Regions from separate parts of the Rattus norvegicus genome. Here region 2 is linked to region 1. Evidence: chromatin contacts called from public Hi-C data. All regions are on one chromosome and are shown on one strand. Each heading gives the region's core, a stretch centred on a gene start, on an enhancer-like site or on the middle of the called end of the contact. The rest is flanking DNA. Distances are from core to core; before and after follow the strand shown.

The links. A called contact is a pair of places that touch in the nucleus more often than the background predicts.
Region 2: a Hi-C map of liver shows a contact between it and region 1, with 2.5 times the contacts expected there. The contact joins two enhancer-like sites. A contact is called at or near these places in 2 of 12 Hi-C or Micro-C datasets (frontal cortex and liver).

Annotation. Positions count from the first base shown.
Region 1 is chr12:32,075,764-32,082,655 of GRCr8, reverse strand. It overlaps Tmem248 (transmembrane protein 248), which reads left to right. Exons shown (of 10, transcript NM_001004204.2): 5 at 2,520-2,697; 6 at 4,685-4,970. The coding sequence starts at 2,539. Among named protein-coding and RNA genes, the nearest start is that of Tmem248, 14 kb to the left of the region's middle. Within about 2 kb of position 1,470, at least 15 of the 93 cell types and tissues checked have an H3K27ac peak or open chromatin away from gene starts, as enhancers often do. A contact at or near this core is called in liver, where this site is marked.
Region 2 is chr12:32,146,573-32,153,291 of GRCr8, reverse strand. No RefSeq gene overlaps it. Among named protein-coding and RNA genes, the nearest start is that of Kctd7, 18 kb to the left of the region's middle. Within about 2 kb of position 5,386, at least 1 of the 93 cell types and tissues checked has an H3K27ac peak or open chromatin away from gene starts, as enhancers often do. A contact at or near this core is called in liver, where this site is marked.

The sequences.
Region 1 (6,892 bases), core at 221-2,720:
GAGGCGGGAGGTTCAGAAGCTCAAAGTCCTCCTTGGCTACAGTTCTAGTCCAACTAAGTTATTAAACAACAATAAAACTACTAATAAAGGGCTGGAGAGGTGCTCAGAGGCTCAGAGGCTTGTACTCTGCAGAGGACTTGCCCTAGATCCACTGCCATGTGAGCAGGCTGACCACCACCGAGAACTCCACCTTTAGGGGATCATTGCTCTTTCCTGGCCTCCAGTTACCTACACACATGTGCATACTCACACAAACATACAAAGATACACAAATAAAATAAATCCTAAAGTAATTCTACACCATGATGTTTAAAAGCCAATATAAAATGGATAATTTCTTATAATACCTGTTTTATCAAATTTGACTCACCAGAAGTAAAAAATAGACATATAGGCATTTAAAAATCATTAAAGTAGCTAAGATAGCCTCCTCAAAATAGAAAACAAATACTTGGCAGACTCATGATTTTCTGGCCAAAGTCAGTCAAATTTCTAAGAAGTAGAAGTGCATTTTATTCCTGGTAGCACAGCCCTTTAATCCAAGTGCTTGGGAGGCAGAGGCTGGTGGATTTTGTGATTCTGGAGCCAGCTTCATATACATAGGAAGTTTCAGACCGTCCATGCTACACAGGAAGATCTTGTTTCAAGAATTTTAAAAAAGAAGGAAAAAAAAGATAGCTATGCAAAATGCCAAGTTAGTCTTATCTCATTTCTGAATACATAGAAAAACAGGGAGTAAAGGAGCAAATATATTATCCCAGTAGCTTTAAAGCCTTGGTCACGAGCTGGGGTATAGTTCTGTGATCTATCATGTGTTCTCCCCCTAACACCAGAACAAAACTCTTCAATTCTCAGTCATACCAAAAGCACCCAATGCAATCAGCTTGAAAAAGATTAATCAGATTATTTATGTTAACAGAGTAAAAGACAAAAATTGATTGTTTAGACATTGCAGATGAATTATTCATTGAAATATAGTATTTGGTTGAATTCAATAGCTATTTATCAAACAAGAGGCCTTGGGTTAAATCCTCAGAACCAAGAGAAAAACAAGCAGGCACGGGAGCATATGCCTATAGTCCCAGTACTTGGGAAACAGAGGTGGCAAGCTCAGGGTTCAAGGCCAGCTTGAGATACAGGAAACCCTGTCATAACCCTTTTCCCCATTAAAAAAAAAGAAATAACAGTATAGTGAAAATCGTTTGTAAACTTCTAAGAAAGAGTTGAGTACTTCTTCACACTCAAGAGAAGTCTTCTGCTGTAGTCAGGGTTCTGACATTGTGATAGACACCATTAACAAAGCAGGGTGGGGTATAAGGTTTATTTGGCATCCACTTACAGATCATCAAAGGAACTCACACAGGGCAGGAACGTGGAGGAGGCAGGAGCTGATGCAGAGGCTGTGGAGGGTGCTGCTTACTGGCTCGCTGCTCACGGTTTGCTCAGCCTGCTTTCTCCTAGCATCCAGCGGTGGCACTGCCCACTCGCACATTGATCATTAACCAAGAAAACGCACCACAGGTCTGCTCACTGGCCAGTCTAATCGGGACATTTTTTTTTATTAGAGTCTCCTTCTTCTAGGAGAGTCAAGTTGACATAAAACTAGCAGCACAGCCTCCCATCAGAGGCCTGTGCTGAGTCCAGGTTTAACAGTGAGGCTTTGCAAAGCATTTTAGTGAAACTCAGAAGTGAGGCGAGAGTTTTATGACCGCTACTGCTGTTTCATTGAACAGGAAAAGGATTCAAAAGAGGCACTGCTGGTGCCCTGTTCTAAACTGTGGTTATTTGCATAGACACCCAAGAGAGGCCACAGGCAGCTCGCTTAGACTCACGGGCAGCGGGAGGCGGCACATGCAGCTCAGTGGTGCAGCACTTGATTAGCCTCTGCAGGCAGAGCAGCAGATAAAGTCTCATGTGCGCATGAGCTAGACTCACGGGCAGCGGGAGGCGGCACATGCAGCTCAGTGGTGCAGCACTTGATTAGCCTCTGCAGGCAGAGCAGCAGATAAAGTCTCATGTGCGCATGAGCTAACAATGATAATAATGTACCGTGTGCGTGGTCCTTCTGTGCCTGCCTGCCTGCCTGCCTGTCTGTCTGTCAAGTGCTACCTTACAGATGTGTGCGTCCCTGCCTGCCTGTTTACACAGTGCCGCTATGGGAACCAGGGCTTCATGTAGGCTGGGCATGCACTTTCCAAGTGAGCCCACAGCTCCACCGTCCCCTCCTCTTTATTTTCCTTTTTTAAAAGAACTTTTTACTTTCTTAGAAAGGCTGTCTTTTACAGTGTGGGCCGGCTTTGCCTGTTGCTGAGGAAGAACTTTGACTCCTGGTCTTCTACTTCCTGGAGTCACGGGTGTGCACCGCCATGCTTGCCTCTCCAGTCTTCCAAGTGAACCCTCTGCATGGACATGTCCTCAGATTCCGCCTTTGCTCCGCAGTACTTTGACATGAGACTGAAGTGGGCTCCAGCTCAGTGCAGACAAGGCCTGCACTCAGTCCCGTGCTGAATTCATTGCAGGTTGCCGCTGGTGAGAAGCATGTTCAGCATTAACCCCTTGGAGAACCTGAAGCTGTACATCAGCAGCCGGCCACCGTTGGTGGTTTTTATGATCAGTGTCAGCGCCATGGCCATCGCCTTCCTCACCCTGGGCTACTTCTTCAAGATCAAGGAGATTAAGTCCCCAGAAATGGCTGAGGTCAGTATACTGCTAATGTCTACTTGTGCTGGATGGCCCTGTAGAGAAGTGGAGGACAGCTCTTTCTATTTTCAAGGTCTCAGTCTATGCTGCAGGCTAGTCTGAAACTTCCTGTGTATTGGGTGGCCTGGACCCTGATGTACTCTCCTGCCCCAGCCTCCTGAATGCTGGGATGATGTGTCATGTCTAACCAGACCTGGACAGTTCTTTCTGAGACAAGGTCTCCTGAAACCCAAGCTGGCCTTGAACTCCACATCCTCTTGGCTCTGCCATTCAAGGGCACACAGATAGTAGATACGTCAGCAAAAGACATACTTATGTAGAACTTCCTGTCTTTTTTCTTGTGACTTTAGGGAATACCTAGTTATTTTAAGTAATACTCTCAGTTTTAAGTAGACTTTCAGTAGAGAAACATGCATTTGGGAGAGTGTATTTATAAAACAAACGCTGGATATGGTGGTGCACTCCTGTGATCCCAGCACTGGGGAGACTGAGGCAGAAGGAGTGTGAGTTCAAAGCCGTCCTGGACTGTGTTTCAGAAGGGTCTGAAGAGAGAGTGTTCAGTGGGCATGGAGAAGGGGAACAGTGAGTGAGAGCGGTGGATAATAAAGTGTGCATCCTGAAGATGCTGTGAGGAACCCACTGCCTTGTATGCTAACCTAAAATATGCGAGTCCTAGATCCTAAAGAGAAGTAAAGGGCACTTTTACTTCTGGCACAGTTCTTTTTCTTTATTATATTTCTCATTGGCTTATTATTTATTTGTTTACATAGTCTCACTGTGCAGCTCTGGCTGTCCTGATATTCTACAGATTAGTCTGACTTCTGCTTCCTAAGTGCTGAGATTAAATGTTTGCACCACCAAGCATTTTATTTGTGTATTTGTTTATTTTAAATACATATGCATGTTTTGCCTGCATGTGTGTCTGCTATTCATGCATGCAGTGTCCTCAGAGGCCAGAAGAAGATGTTGCATTCTCTGTAATTGGGGTTACAGACAGTTGCAAGCTTTCAGGCATGCGTGTGGTAAACAGCCATACATACGTAAAAATACCCATATATTAATGTAAACACATACATCTTAAAACAAAGTTATAAAGTAAATGAGAATTAGTGATTTTAATGTGTCTCCACTTTTGTTCAAGATCCTCTGCCCTCTTTTTCTTCAAAGTAGAGTTTCTCTGTGTAGCCCTGGCTGTGCTGGAACTCACTCTGTAGACCAGGCTGGCCTCGAACTCAGAGATCCCCCTGTGTGTGCACCACCTCTGACTGGCTGATTGCTTTTTCTCTCTCTCTCTCTCTTTTTTTTTTTTTTTAATTTTTAGTGTCTATGCATGAGTGTTTGCCCGCATGTAAATATGTGCGCCATGGGCCCAAGGAACACAAGAGGGGTATCGGATACTCTGGCACTGGAGTAACAGATGGTTGTGAGCACCCATGGTGATGTGGGTGCTGGGAATGGAACTTGGTTCCCTGTAAGAGTAGCAAGTATTCTTAACCACCGAGGCTTGGAGACAGCCCTCAGTGTGTGTGTTTTGCATTTATTTACTTTATGTGTATGGATGCTTTGCTCCCATTTATGTCTGCACTAATGTGTGGGAAGTGCCAGGAAGCGGGTGTCAGGTCTCTCGGAGCTGGAGTTACAGTTAGTAACTGCCATGCTGGGTGCTGGGACTCTCTGGAATGGCAGTCACCCCAGCAGGCTTCTCTCCAGCCCCTCATGATCCCTTTTTGAGTTTGATTTTGAGACTAGTTGATTTTTCTCTTAATTACAGAATGCTGAATTCTCAACCACTGCAGAGTGTGCAGATCACCAGGGCTAACACAGTTATATCGGCCTGTTCTACTCAGGGTGCTGTGTTGTAACTTGAGATGGTCAATCTCTAGTCACTCTTTTCCTCTTGTGCTGTGTGGCAGTCCAGGGTCATGGCTGTTTCTGCCTTGGAGATGCTGGGACTTCATATCGTCTCTGTTTTATTTTGCTGAAGGATTGGAATACTTTCCTGCTCCGGTTTAATGATTTGGACTTGTGTGTATCAGAAAATGAGACACTGAAGCATCTCTCCAACGATACCACCACACCTGAGAGCACCATGACCATCGGGCAAACCAGATCGTCCACCCAGCCGCCCCAGTCCCTGGAGGAGTCAGGCCCCATCAATATTTCAGTGGCCATTACCTTGACCTTGGACCCTCTCAAGCCCTTTGGAGGGTACTCTCGAAATGTCACACACCTGTACTCCACCATCCTTGGCCATCAGATTGGATTGTCAGGTGTGTGTCAGCTACTTTCCTTTCAGAGTTCTGAGGCAGCAGCCGAGATAGGTTCCATGTTCTGTTGTGTCTCGCTGTCTCTCCTCTTGAGAATTGGACGTCATGAAGTCAAGAAGGACTGGTTGCTGTGCGTCTCACTCAGCCGGGTCTTCAGGTATCACATGCACAGTCTCTTCCTAAAAGCGTGTCAGTCAGGGTAATGGGCCAGACATACAGCTCGTGGTTAGAGCTCTGGGCTGTGTGTGTGCGGCCCTGGGTTCCTTTGTAGCACTGGGAGAGGCGAAGTGGGAGGAGAGAAACTGCAAGTGCTGGGTCTCTTTCTGGCTTCAGTATAATTGCCCTTTGCCCAACATAGGCTTTACTTGCTCGGGTCCATTTATACTTGAACGTTTTTATTATTAAAAACTTGTAGTTCGGGGTTGGGGATTTAGCTCAGTGGTAGAGCGCTTGCCTAGCAAGCGCAAGGCCCTGGGTTCGGTCCCCAGCTCCAAAAAACAAAACAACAAAAAAAAAAAAAACAAAAAAAAACTTGTAGTTCGTACATGAATGCTTTGCATGAATGTATGTGCACTGTATGTTCTTGGTGCCTGCCAACATCAGAAGAGGGTGTTAGATCCTCTGGGTCTGTAGGTACAGATGACTGAGCTGCTGTGTGAGTGTTACGAACTGAACCCGGGTCCCCTGCAGGACCTCAGCTCTTACCTGCTGAGCTTCTCTCCAGCTCTCTGTTTGAGAAGTGAAGGCAAATGTAAGGATGCTGTATTAGGTCCCGAAGGCCCTGGGGCCAGGCTCGGCAGTGTACATAGTGATTAGCCACCCCAGCATGTGGGGGAGCAAAGCAGAAGGGTGGTGAGTTTCAGGCCCTGCCTCAAGAAACAAACAAGCTGCTGGCACATGCCTTTAATCCCGCCACTCGAGACAGGCAGGGGAGTTTGAGGCCATCTGGTGGTCTACATAGCAAGTTGTAGGGTAGCTAGGGTAGCTAAGACCTTGTCTCAAACAAAAAACAAAACAAAAGCCAGAGAAATAAAAAAGAAAGTTCACATGGTGCATGAGGTAGAAACAGGAGGACCGAAAGTTCAGGGTTATCAGTATTGAGTTTGAGTCCAGCACACGTTACAATAAGAACAAAGGACATCTTTGAAGCATAACATTCCACACTTACTGTGCTCGTTTTGATGGCAGTGGGGTCATATAGCCAGCGTCCACTTAAGACATAAGCTAAGTCACTATGAGCAGTTCATCTGTCTAATGTCAGTTTCACACACAGAGAATAGTGATTGTGCTGCTGTGTATTCCTCCCTGTTTATGACACAGGGGTAAATATGTGCTGACTGTTGAAGTTAGGCTTCCGGTCAACATCAAACTAAATTGGTTGTTAAGTTTGGGGAGTCAGGAATTACACTCGGTTCTTTGACTTTGTGGGAGTCAGCACTCCATCCCCATGTTGTTCAAGACATAATGTGTTTAGAAACACATCTATGAATAGGTATGTTGTGCTGGAGCTTCTGTGGGGGTGCACAAGTGCTATACCTATGCATAGATGTGTTTGTAAACATATGTAGGTTCCTAGGATTAATTTTAGGTCATTTGATAGGTTATTTCTCTACCAGTGAAATGAGCCAATTCAAGCATGATTAGATTATATTAAAGGCAAGTTGATTGGGAAGTTGCTCTCTAGGCGAGTTCACTGGCCTCAAGGACTGTGACCTGAGGTGTCACCATGGCGGGGTTGGGTGGGTTGGGTGAGGCACGCTCCCAGAGAGAGAAGAGGAGAGGAGAACAGAATATTTGGATTCTATAGGGAGGGGCAGGGAATGCCAGGTAGGGACTGAGGGATGCTGGAGGCCTGGAGGCCAGTTCTGCTTAGATGAGTAAGATAGCACCTCCGTCCCTTGTCCCAAACTTCACCAACAGCCTTA
Region 2 (6,719 bases), core at 4,137-6,636, 67 kb before region 1:
TCCTTAGTGCCGGCATGATACACACGTCTATCACCCTCACACATCCCCTTAGGCAGAGTCCACGGGTGAGGAAGACACTGAGGAAGGGAGTAGTTACCCTGAGTAGGTGGAGTTATGTGCTTCTCTGGTCACCTCTGGCGCATGCTCATTAGCCAGGAACTTCATTTCTTTCTTAGGTGAGCGCCTGCTTCTAAAGTCTAGAGAATTCGCATTGTTACTGTAGAATTCATACACTGCGGTCGCCTAAGACGTCCAGGAGCCAGAACTGTACTTCTCTTCCAAAATGCTCACACTCCCCAACACAAAAGAACAGCATCCCGTTCTAAATCGGGTTGGGGATTTAGCTCAGTGGTAGAGCGCTTGCTAACCCAAGGCCCTGGGTTCGGTCCTCAGCTGGGGGTGGGGGTGGGGGACGTAGACGACGACACAAAAACCAGCTCGAACAGGTTTTGGATCAGGGCGGCTTTACTACTGAATTGCAAGGATGTCTGTCCAATTGTTCTGAACAACAGCCAGACACTCAGGGGTCCACCTGCGTTGGCTTTCTGTTAGGCAAAAAGTACCGGCTGGAGAGGTGGCCAATCAGCGCAGTCTGCCCGCCCTTCTAAAGGACCGATGCCCTTCTAGAAAGCTCGAGTTTGGTTCCTAGCACAGAGATTAGGTGGATCTTGACTACCTGTGACTCCAGCTCCAGGGGATCCGAGCTCCAGTACCGGTAGTATTCACCAATCCCCTGCATTCACAGGCAGGTAGCCACACTCGAATGAATGAATGAATGAATGAATGAATGAATGAAACTTTTTTTTAATTGAGATAATCAGCTTAGAGAGCAGTTTGATTTGAGCCTGGGATAGAGCAAAGCCATCCACTACATGTCTGGAGAGGAGAAAAGACAAAGAGTCCAGTAGTGCTGTTCTGAGGGCATGTCACGCCAATGACGTAAAACAGGTTCTCAGCCTGTGGGTCATGACCCCATTGAGGGAAGAGTTGAATAACCCTTTCACGGGTCACCTAAGACCATCAGAAAACACAAATATTTACCTTAGGATTCGTGGCAGTAGCAAACTTAGTTATGAAGTAGCAACAAAATAATTTTATGGTCACCACACTGTGAGGAACTTTGTATTAAAGGGTCACAGCATTAGGAAGGTTGAGAACCACTGATCTAAAAACCTCCTGATAGGCCCCTCCTCCTAAAGGTTCTGTTACCATTTGGCAGTGCCAGACGGGGAAACAGGCTCTCATCTTTTGTTCCCCAGACATGGCTTACGTTGCCTAGCTGGTTTTGAAACCTTGGGATTGAACATTTTTCTTGCCTTCAGAGAAACCAGCATTATGGTTGGAGACCACCTTACCCAGATAGGGACCACGCCTCTCACAGACATTTAAAGGGGACATTTAATTTTTTTGGTTCTTTTTTTTTCGGAGCTGGGGACCAAACCCAGGGCCTTGCACTTCCTAGGCAAGTGCTCTACCATTGAGCTAAATCCCCAACCCCCGAGGGGACATTTAAGATCCAAGCATGTTGTTGTAAATAATCTTCCACCTGCCACCAAACAGAATCCGGGTCTTGTGTCCCAGGGGAAAATACAGCCAACCTGTGAAAGGCTTAGAACCATCTTGAAACACTTCGTGACTGGAGTGGAAACTGGAATCAGATCCTGTGGAAAGATTTTAGTGTTTTCTGCCCTCCACATTGTGATTCATCCTCCAACAGCGCATGACTTAAGGAACTCTAATTGTAGCCTGAGCTTTGACATTGAATTTGAGGGGTTTTTTTTTGTTTGTTTTGTTTGTTTTTTTTTTTTTAAAAGCTGGTCTTGTATACCCTAACCTGGCTGAAAATGTCCCGTACGGCCAAGGGTAAACTTTGAATTCGTGATGTTCCTGACTGCTTCCCATGTGCTGGGATGACAAGTATCCTGTTTTATTAATATTTGTTCTTGTTTAAGACAGGTTCATGCTGTTCCTTGACTAGCCTGGAACTCACGGCAATCCCCCTGCCTCATCTTCCTGAGTGCCAGGATTACAGTCGTGAGACACCATACTGTAGAGAGCTGCGATGTGCCGCGCCTCAAAGATGGCGCTGGTTTCCACCTTCCACCCTCCCAACGGTGAGCGCTCCTTGCAGTAAACAAGTCCTTATTTGGCTATGTCTGCCTGGCCCGCTAGCTTCCGCATAGTGACAGCCTATCTACATGACCCACATGGCTTGCTAGGACTGGCCAGTACTAGCTATTTAAGTGTGGTGCAGGGCATTCCCTGGGGAGAGAGAGCCAGAAGAGAGAGAGGTCAGAAGATTGAATCAAGGTTCCTGAATAAAACTGCTTGAAGAAGATCTCCTGTGGTCGTGTCTTCCTTGCTGGTCGAGGTTGGGCTCGGCACCATACCTCACTACTTTATTTTCAGACAGGGTCTCATGTGTCCCAGGCAGGGCTTGAACTCACAGTGTAGCCAAGGATGACCATTAGTTCCTAATCTTCCTGCCCTGTGCTTCCCTCCCGGACTTAGGACATGTACCACCATGCCTAGTTTATACAGTGCAGGGCATGGAACGCAGGTCTTTGTGAGTGATGGGGTGAGCAGCACCAGCCTCCCCGCAGGCATGTGTCATGGCACCCAGCTAGACCCAATACCATTGTTCTCTTTTGTTTCCACTCTATTTACTGGGGGCGGCACGCATACGCGCAGCATGTGAGGTCAGAGTAGAGCCTGACGTCAGCTCAGCATGTTAGGGGCTCTCAGGGGGCGCTCTCACTGGCCTTCCTGCGCTTTCTTAGATAGACCTGTGGATTCCACCTTCTGTACTGTGTTCATATGTGTGATAGTTTGAATATGCTTGGCTCAGGGATTGGCACTATTAGGACGTGTGGCCCGCCCTGTTGGAGTAGGTGTGTCACTGTGGGCGTGGGCTTTTCACTGCCTGGAAGTCAATATTCTACTAGCAGCCTTCAGATGAAGATGTGGAACCCTCAGCACCATGCCTGCCCCAATGCTGCCATGCTCCTGCCTTGGTGATGATGGACTGAACCTCTGAACCTGTGAGCCAGCGCTAATTAAAAGTTGACCTTATAAGAGTTGCCTTGGTGGGGTTGGGGATTTAGCTCAGTGGTAGAGCGCTTGCCTAGGAAGCGCAAGGACCTGGGTTCGGTCCCCAGCTCCGAAAAAAAGAACCAAAAAAAAAAAAAAAAAAGAGTTGCCTTGGTTGGGGTTGAGGATTTAGCTCAGTGGTAGAGCGCTTGCCTAGCAAGCGCAAGGCCCTGGGTTCGGTCCTCAGCTCCAGAAAAAAAAAAAAAAGAGTTGCCTTGGGGGACTGGAGAGATGGCTCAGTGGTTAAGAGCACTGGCTGCTCTTCCAGAGGTCCTGAGTTCAAATCCCAGCAACCACATGATGGCTCACAACCATCTGTGATGGGATCTGATGCCCTCTTCTGGTGTCTCTGAAGATGGTGACAGTGTACTTATATATAATAAATAAATAAATCTTTAAAAAAAAAAGAGTTGCCTTGGTCATGGTGTCTGTTGAGAGCAGTAAAACCCTGACTATGTGAATGAGCATCCTTAGCATTGAGTATTGTAAAATCAAAATATTAACTCTGAAAAACCACGGGAGATGCTCTATGTGGCATCAAATATTCAGCTAAGATTTAGTTCTTTTTTTCTTTCTTTCTTTTTTTTTTTAAAGATTTTATTTTACTGTACATGTGTACACTGTAGCTGTCTTCAGACACACCAGAAGAGGGCATCGGATCTCATTACGGATGGTCGTGAGCCACCATGTGGTTGCTGGGATTTGAACTCAGGACCTCTGGAAGAGCAGTCAGTGCTCTTAACCGCTGAGCCATCTCTCCAGTCCCCCAAGGCAACTCTTTTTTTTTTTTTCTGGAGCTGAGGACCGAACCCAGGGCCTTGCGCTTGCTAGGCAAACGCTCTACCACGGAGCTAAATCCCCAACCCCTAAGATTTAGTTCTTTATGGGTCTCACTAGAATGCAAATTTGTCTTCACCTTTTTTAAAAAGATTTTATTTATTCATTTTATATATGACGAGTACACTGTCACTGTCTACAGACGCACCAGAAGAGGGCATCGGATCTCATTACAGATGGTTGTGAGCCACCATGTGGTTGCTGGGATTTGAACTCATGACCTCTGGAAGAGCAGTCAGTGCTCTTAACCGCTGAGCCATCTCTCCAGCCCCTTGTCTTCACCTTTTATAAATGGTAAAATTATATATGTGTGTGTGCATATAATGCACATGTATATATATTATATACACATACATATATGTGTGCACATTTGTGCATATATTTGTATACCTATATATATACATATACATACACACATACATATCACATGCTAAAGAATTATTTTCAATTCTTTTGTGATTTATTTCTTTTTTTTTTAAGATTTATTTATTTATTTTGTATATGAGTACACTGTAGCTGTCTTCTGACACACCAGAAGAGGGCATCGAATTCCATTACAGATGGTTGTGAGCCACCATGTGGTTGCTGGGATTTGAACTCATGACCTCTGGAAGAGCAGTCGGTGCTCTTAACCGCTGAGCCATCTCTCCAGCCCCTTGTCTTCACCTTTTATAAATGGTAAAATTATATATGTGTGTGTGCATATAATGCACATGTATATATATTATATACACATACATATATGTGTGCACATTTGTGCATATATTTGTATACCTATATATATACATATACATACACACACATACATATCACATGCTAAAGAATTATTCTCAATTCTTTTGTGATTTATTTCTTTTTTTTTTTAAGATTTATTTATTTATTTTGTATATGAGTACACTGTAGCTGTCTTCTGACACACCAGAAGAGGGCATCGGATCCCATTACAGATGGTTGTGAGCCACCATGTGGTTGCTGGGATTTGAACTCAGGACCTCTGGAAGAGCAGTCGGTGCTCTTAACCGCTGAGCCGTCTCTCCAGCCCCCTGTGATTTATTTCTAGTAACTGTTTGGCTCGTGAACCTATTTTATCTATCCATATACCCAGTTATAGAAAATGTCAAGCTCTACCCCTAGTGGTCAGGAGTAAAAAAAAAAAATTAAGAAGCCTTAGTTTAGGGCTGGGGATTTAGCTCAGTGGTAGAGCGCTTACCTAGGAAGCGCAAGGCCCTGGGTTCGGTCCCCAGCTCCGGAAAAAAAGAACCAAAAAAAAAAAAAAAAAAGTGTCGTTCAAGAAGCCTTAGTTTAGAATTAGGATAAAGGCCAAAGGAAGAATTCCTTTCTCTGTCCAACATTGAGGTCCAGTTCTTCTTGACTCGCAGAGTGGCAGGGAAGTCTCCAAATGCTTGCTTGGGGCCACTGCAGTGTAAACCAACACAGAGCAGTTCCCGTTAAACTCAACACACATTGGGGTTGGACCCAGCACAACCCGGAATGCAAATGCCTGTCTGCTCCATGACTCACCAGCGCCCACTACCGACAAAGAGAAGTATCGCTTCTTAAAAAATTGAAAGGTCTCTGTTTCCATTGATTCCCCTCCCAAAAAAAAGCAATGAAAGGTGAATTTGAAACTGAGAGACATTCCATTAATAACTCTCCTGTAATGGCTATCCCTGGTTGTCAACTTGACTATCTCAAATGAGCTACCATCCTTAATCAGAGGGCACACCTGTGATCCAGATCTTGGGGCTGGAAGACACAAGTTTCTGACCTGGATCTTGGCATGGAGGTCTTGAGGCATAGTGGCTATGAAAAGTGTAGTACACGTCTTTAATCCCAAGACACTGAGGCAAGGAGACCTCTGAGTTCAAGTCATCGGGGGACAAGTAAGTTCCAGATCCAGGGGTGGTGGTACACACCTTTAATCTGGGCCACACCTTCTGCTGGAGGCCTACAATGGAGGAAGGAAGGCTCACTCTTCTGCTTGCACTTACTTGCCAGCACATCTTCTGGAACCTACTTCTTCAGGATCCCAGCTCCTACAGAAGAGCAGCTGAAACAACCAGCCTCATGGACTGAGCGACTGCTAGACTCTGGGACTTCCCATCCACAGCTGCCCATAGTTGGAGGACAATAAATTCCCTTAGTATGGAGAGACCTTCTCTAAGTTCTGTGCTCTAGAGAACCCTGACTAATACATATCCCGTTTGTACGTCTATTGATCCAGGTTTATAATCTCATCTGGGCTTCTTTCCTCAGACGCGAATGAAATGCTATACTCAAATCACCTGGTAATATCGCGGCTTGCATGGCTACTTAAGAATGGGTACTCTTGGGCTGGAGAGATGGCTCAGCAGTTAGGGGCATCGACTGCTCTTCCAGAGGTGCTGAGTTCAAATCCCAGCAACCACATGGTGGCTCACAATGATCTATAATGAGATCTGATGCCCTCTTCTGGTGTGTTTGAAGACAGCAACTTATATATCATAAATAAATCTTTTTAAAAAATGACCTAAACGGCTAATATTTAAAAAAAAAAGAATGGGCGCTCTTTACCCCTCTCTCCTGCATTCATTGTCGTCATTTTCCCAATCTTGGGTAGTACCAAAGTCACACAACTCTGGCGGTCCTTGCATTCCTACACAGAGTTCATTGTACGCTGCTGTGGCATCCCCTCCTTGAATCCATGCACATTGTCGCCTGTGAAATCTTCCAACTGCACTGGTACAGACACCTCTTGGTTTGGCTGAGCCCCTGGTTACCTCCTGAATTAGCTCCGTTTCTTACTTCTGCAG